Linked DNA regions of Mus musculus: region 1 is linked to region 2. The links are chromatin contacts, called in public HiChIP or PLAC-seq maps. All regions are on one chromosome and are shown on one strand. The core of a region is the stretch at or near the end of the contact, and the rest is flanking DNA. Distances in the headings are between cores, read along the strand shown.

Region 1 (2,700 bases), core at 160-2,659, 34 kb before region 2:
CATCCCCAAAATCATCTAAATACTGCATGGGAGTGGTGGGCCACCTGTAATTCCAGTTGCCTGGAGAAAAACTGCTTAACTAGACGATTCACACTGTTAAGTTATGAGTTCAACTAAAAGGCCCTGCCTCAGGGGATAAGGTGGAAAACAATCTGGAAATACTCCCAATGTTAACCATGAGCCTCCACATACACACACAAATGCACACACACAAGCATAGATACAGTCATGCACACTCACCACACACATGCTAAAGTTTAATAAAATAGAATACAAGCAGACTGTTGGAACCAGATCAGGAGAGAGACTGATCTGAGATGTGTGGCTTTTAACTCTCTGGGAAGGTTCTGATGAAAAGCCAGCCTGAGAGACCCAGATTAGATATCTCTAAGGCACCTCCTGGTTGAGATGCGAGGAGTGAGGGGTTCTAGCACACACCAACCCCTCCCCCTTCCCCAGTACTTCCCCTGGGTCTCATGTTCAACCGGCTCTCACCCAGAAGGGATCTCCATGCAGGGGTCCCACCATGGCCATGAAGAGTAGCTGTTGCAGCAGAGCAAACACGGCACTGATGAGAGACTGAAGACCTGTCAGTGTCCCAAAATGATTGGACGGGAACCTATCCAGAGGGACATCAAAGAGTCAGAGGCGAGACCCCCTGATGCCCAGCACCCATCCTGCTCCCTCCCCAGATATCACTGTGTTGGCCAGGAGGATTGTTCCTTGAAGAATTCAGACTCTGCATGTAGCCTCTGGTCCCTGCCCTCAAAGTTATATGCCACTTCAGAGCCAGCAGGCTGGGTTCAGTCACCCACTGCCTGTGTGGTCATTGTCACAGAGAAGTGGAGAACTGCAAGGTCTTGCAAATGGAGATGAGGTGGCCAGAGGTGGCCATGCTAAAAGGACAGCTAGATAATTAGTAATCCAGCCCATGTTAAAAGCAGAGTAGGCATGTAGGCATAGTGGTGCATGCTCTTCATTCTGACCCTCGGGAGGGAGAAGCACACAGGTCTCTAAGTTCAAAGCCAGCCTGGTCTACAGAGTGAATTCCAGGACATCCAGGACTATATAGAGAATCCCTGTCTCAAAAGGGATTTGGGGGTGAGACACCAAGTTACTAGAGGTGACTCGGATTTGCAGTGATCCACACTTGAGATGATACTAGGTTGGAGTGGGACTTAGGCAGGCAAGCTTGGGAAACGAGATGGGGGACATGTGACAGGTGAAGGCAAAAGGATTACAGATACCCTGGATATGAGTGTTCAGAGAAAAGACATCAAAGGTGTCTGAATGGCATAGCTGGGGCAGTGTAGAAGGAAGGAGAGAAGCTGCCTTCTGCTGAGATGGCTCCAGGAAGCATTAGCCAACCACGTACCCAGAGCCTTCCCATGAGGGGATATTGCATGATGTAATCCATGCAGAAAAGTATGTCAACAGTGCCTTGAAGTTGGAATGAGGAGAGGAGGGAATCAAGGTTGCTCATTGAGATACTACAAGAAATCTCTACAAGATGGGTGGGGAGGAAGGGCACAACCCAGCTCCGGGGTCAAAACATTCATCAGAAGAGACTCCCATTTTCTTTAGGAAAGACATTATAACTTTGGCATCTCTGTGAATAGGGCGTGCACTACCTGTAATCATTGAGTTTCTGCTATGAGATATGAACAGCCAGTTTCCATGACCACATCCCCCTCTGACAAGTCAATGCTGGGGGGTGGGAGGGAGGCAGGAGTGATGTTGCTTTAGAACACTGGGTCCCTTTCAGCTCTGGCTAAGCATCCCTAACTATGCAGGCAAAGCTCCAGAAGGCAACTTGGTCCATGTGACTCACACAGCAGCGTAGAGACCTCCACAGGCTGAGTGGAAGAAACCGCGAACTATGGTATGCAGGACAAAGGCCAGCAACTGAAATCCAAGACAGAGAGAGAGAGGGAAGAGAGTCAGAAAGATCAAGGCAGAAAGAGGAGGGACTCAGGCCTTTCTGGGCCATCTACACGGTTCTACCCTGGCCCACCCCTCACCAACATGATCTACTAGGCATGCCTCCTGGAACACCTAGGAAACAGACATGGAACAGAGCCATGCTTGTGGACCATGCAGACGCTGGTAGAGCATTCCCAGGGGGAAGTCCTAGAAATGGAGAGGGGCAGAGGAAAGCAGGTACCTGCAGGTGTAAGTTCTTGATGAGGCAGGCGATGCCGAAACCCACAAGCAGGATGTTGGTCAGGGTGAAGGCATTGATGGCATTGGTGAGCTTTTGTACCTTGCGGTAGCGTGGTCTAGTGAACTTGGTGCTAGCCCCATCTCTGAAAAAGAACAGGCAGTCTCTAGCCTCTGCCTAGAACTCCCTGGAAGCACCTTGGTACTAGCCTGGCCCCATCCCCTGCTGGTATGTTTGTAGTTGGGAAAGCATCAAAGGCAGAAAACCATTTCTCCATCTAGAGAGATGACTTAGTCAGTGAAGTACTTGTCTGGCAAATGTGAAACTCTTAGTCTAACCACTAGATGTCATAGATAGATAGATAGATAGATAGATAGATAGATAGATAGATAGATAGATAGATAGACAGACAGACAGATAGATAGACAGACACATACATACATACATACATACATACATACATACATACATACATACATACACACACACACATATACATATACATATATTTCCCCTAGGAATTGCTAAACAGCATAGTG
Region 2 (2,700 bases), core at 126-2,625:
ACAGAGAAGCCCCATCGTGAAAAACAAGAACAAAACAACATCCACTCCATCCCCCCCAAAAAGGAAGAAAAACATTAATAAATATTAGCAACTAAATACTATTCATTACTAAATGGCTGTTCAGAAGGCTTAGGCGGCAAAGGCACTTGCTGCCAAACCAGAAGATTTGAGTTCAATCCAAGATGAGATCCTATTAAGCTGCCCTCTGACCTCCACATGTGTGGCGCTATGGCATGCATGTTGGCATTCATAAACAAACACAAAATACATAAACTACATAAACAAGGGTAAATGGGCTATCTAAGGAGAAAGAAAGATGGAAACGAGGAGAGAAGAGAAGAGAAGAGAAGAGAAGAGAAGAGAAGAGAAGAGAAGAGAAGAGAAGAGAAGAGAAGAGAAGAGAAGAGAAAGTGCTTATATGTTCTTGATACTCAGCAGAGCCTGGGCAGGAGATTCTCCATCATACACCCCTTTTATTCCCTCCAAATAGCCAACCAAGTCCTTCCAGTGACCTGTATTTACTTCAGCGAAGCACGCGGTGAGGGTGGGGCGGGATTAGGAGGGCGGGACTTGGCTCCACTACCTTATCGAAAGCATTCGTTACAAGTGCTTCACTCTGTCGGGCTAGGGGTGACTAGGGCGAGTTTTCCTAGACAAGGTGAAGCCGAGTGCTTCTCTTTACCTGTTGTACATGTCAGCCATCATCTCCACCTCCAGCTCCGCAGCCAGCTGCTGGGCTCTGAGCGGATCCATGTCAACTTAGCACCGTGGAGAGAATAGCCTCCTGGTCTTTAGTCCTAGGAGCGGACATGATCAGTCAGCATCGATCCCTCCCGGTTCACCCTAGTACCACCCCCCCGGGGGGGCTGGAGGGCGCGAGGAATTACAGTGTTTCAGACCAGCGGGGACCAATACCCCGCTCAGTAAACGTAATCAGCCCTCTTAACAGAAGTGGAGATGAGGCCCTTAAAGAGGACAGTGTCCAGCTCAAGGTCACTCGCGATGTCATGGGGCTCGGGGATGGAAACCGAGCCCTCTTAGTACCTCGAGATCACTCCTAGAGCCAGAGGATTGACAGTTGGGACGGAACACACAAAACCGTGGGTCTGAACCCATGCAGCCCCGAGAATGTGACCCTAACCACAGCCTAGGTTCCCGGGGTGGGTCTAAAGGCTGAGCCTCTGTCACGGCAATGGCATAATCAGGAATCAGGGTTACCCTGGGTATCAGACACCACGGCCCACTCACCACGGCCTGGGGCAGGTCACAGCTCCCGCAACGTCCCCAACTTCGGGTCAATAGTAAAAAGTTACCGGGTACCAAGGCAGGCGAAATAAGAAGCACGTGGGTCACTTCCGGAAGGAAGTCTAGCCTCTTCTTTGATCCGGAAGAAAACGCCGACCAGGCTGCGCTGGGAAACCGGCTACCATAGAGAAACCGACCTTAATTTGCTAGAGTGGACTCCAAAGTACCATAGAATGCTGAGTGAGTGGCAGAGCGCCGGCAGCCTTGTTAGCATTCCATCCCTCCGGTTGTCCGGGAGACGCCTGAGCGTTTGCAGTGTGGAAGAAGCTTGGCTCCCTGAACCCACCATGGAGAGCCCACGCCAGAGCGCAGACGGATCTTATGTGAAGAAAGGAGAACGTTTCCCAAAGGAGCCTGTCAATTTTGCATGTTAAAACACCTGGAGCACTTTAAAAAAAAAAAAAAAAAAAAAAAAAAAACACCTCAGCGCCCAGACGTTACCTCATACCCCTGAAATCAGAATCCCGGGGAGCAGTGTGCAACATTAACTAGTGGAGTTGCAGAGAAGATACACGATCGCTGCTCGCAGAAAAAAAGAAACATGTATAGAGATTGTCTTTATTTGCTTTTGAGGCAGGGTCCCATGGAACCTAGGCTGCTCTCTAATTTGCGGTGTAGCCGAAGATGACCTAGAACTTACGAACCTGCCTCCACCTCACTAGTGCTTCGGCTACAGATAAGCGCCATTATGCCTGACTTTTGCAATGTTGGGATGAAAACAGGACCACATGCTTAGGCAAGCACTCTATCAACTGCCCCAGTGCTGCAACATGTTTTACTGCACTTCTTTATTATAGCCCTACACATGCACAATAAATAAAGTAAGTAAATAAATAAATGTAATAATAAAAAGCATTGGGTTTATCCCTTTAAAATTTTATTAGGGCAAATTCACAACACAGAACACAGTCTAATGAACGTCATTGAATCTATCCCCAAGATTTAATAATTCTTACTATTTAGTCACATTTTCTTGATCTATTATCTTTAGCAGATGAAGTCTTTTTCCCAAAGTGCTATTTTCACATTCTCAGCTAATAGTGATGTTTTTTTCATCTCTCTTCCACAGTGCTGAAGGTTGAATCCAGGGTCTCATGCAAACCCTCCACAACTGAACTACACAGGTCATTTGATATACTATTTTTAAATTTAAATTTATTTATAAGAACATGTGTCCTTGGGCTGGAGAGATGGCTCAGTGGCTAAGAGTACTGACTGCTGTTCCAGAGGTCTTGAGTTCAATTCCCAGCAACCACAAGGTGACTCACAACCATCTGTAATGGAATCCAGTGCCTCTTCTGGTGTGTCAGAGCTACAGTGTACTCATAGATACAGAAAATAAATATATTGAAGAAGGAGGAGGAGGAGCCCATGGTAGGATCAAAGGAGGTCAAA

What was found. HiChIP or PLAC-seq counts read pairs in DNA pulled down with a chosen protein or histone mark.
Region 1: an H3K4me3 HiChIP or PLAC-seq map of neural progenitor cells shows a contact between it and region 2, with 5 times the contacts expected there. The contact joins the enhancer-like site here to the promoter of Timm10 in region 2. A contact is called at or near these places in 20 of 39 promoter capture datasets (3T3-L1-derived adipocytes, the C10 cell line, cranial neural crest and 12 more), 5 of 15 datasets of contacts at CTCF or cohesin (CD8 T cells, the G1E-ER4 cell line, the NIH/3T3 cell line and 2 more), 164 of 484 Hi-C or Micro-C datasets (the 63-12 cell line, the AML12 cell line, the AtT-20 cell line and 78 more), 32 of 115 datasets of contacts at active chromatin or transcription factors (CD8 T cells, the HPC-7 cell line, the SCID.adh cell line and 16 more) and 5 of 9 other capture datasets (adipose tissue, embryonic stem cells, embryonic tail and 2 more).

What each region holds. Positions count from the first base shown.
Region 1 is chr2:84,859,295-84,861,994 of GRCm38.p6, reverse strand. Slc43a1 (solute carrier family 43, member 1) reads right to left here. Exons shown (of 14, transcript NM_001083809.1): 11 at 2,165-2,306; 12 at 1,832-1,905; 13 at 496-619. Among named protein-coding and RNA genes, the nearest start is that of Slc43a1, 20 kb to the right of the region's middle. Within about 2 kb of position 1,409, at least 43 of the 459 cell types and tissues checked have an H3K27ac peak or open chromatin away from gene starts, as enhancers often do. A contact at or near this core is called in 3T3-L1-derived adipocytes, the HL-1 cell line, the NIH/3T3 cell line and 7 more, where this site is marked.
Region 2 is chr2:84,825,696-84,828,395 of GRCm38.p6, reverse strand. Timm10 (translocase of inner mitochondrial membrane 10) reads right to left here and starts at 1,375. Exons shown (of 3, transcript NM_013899.2): 1 at 1,249-1,375; 2 at 683-797. The coding sequence starts at 753. It also overlaps a transcript of Smtnl1 not described here.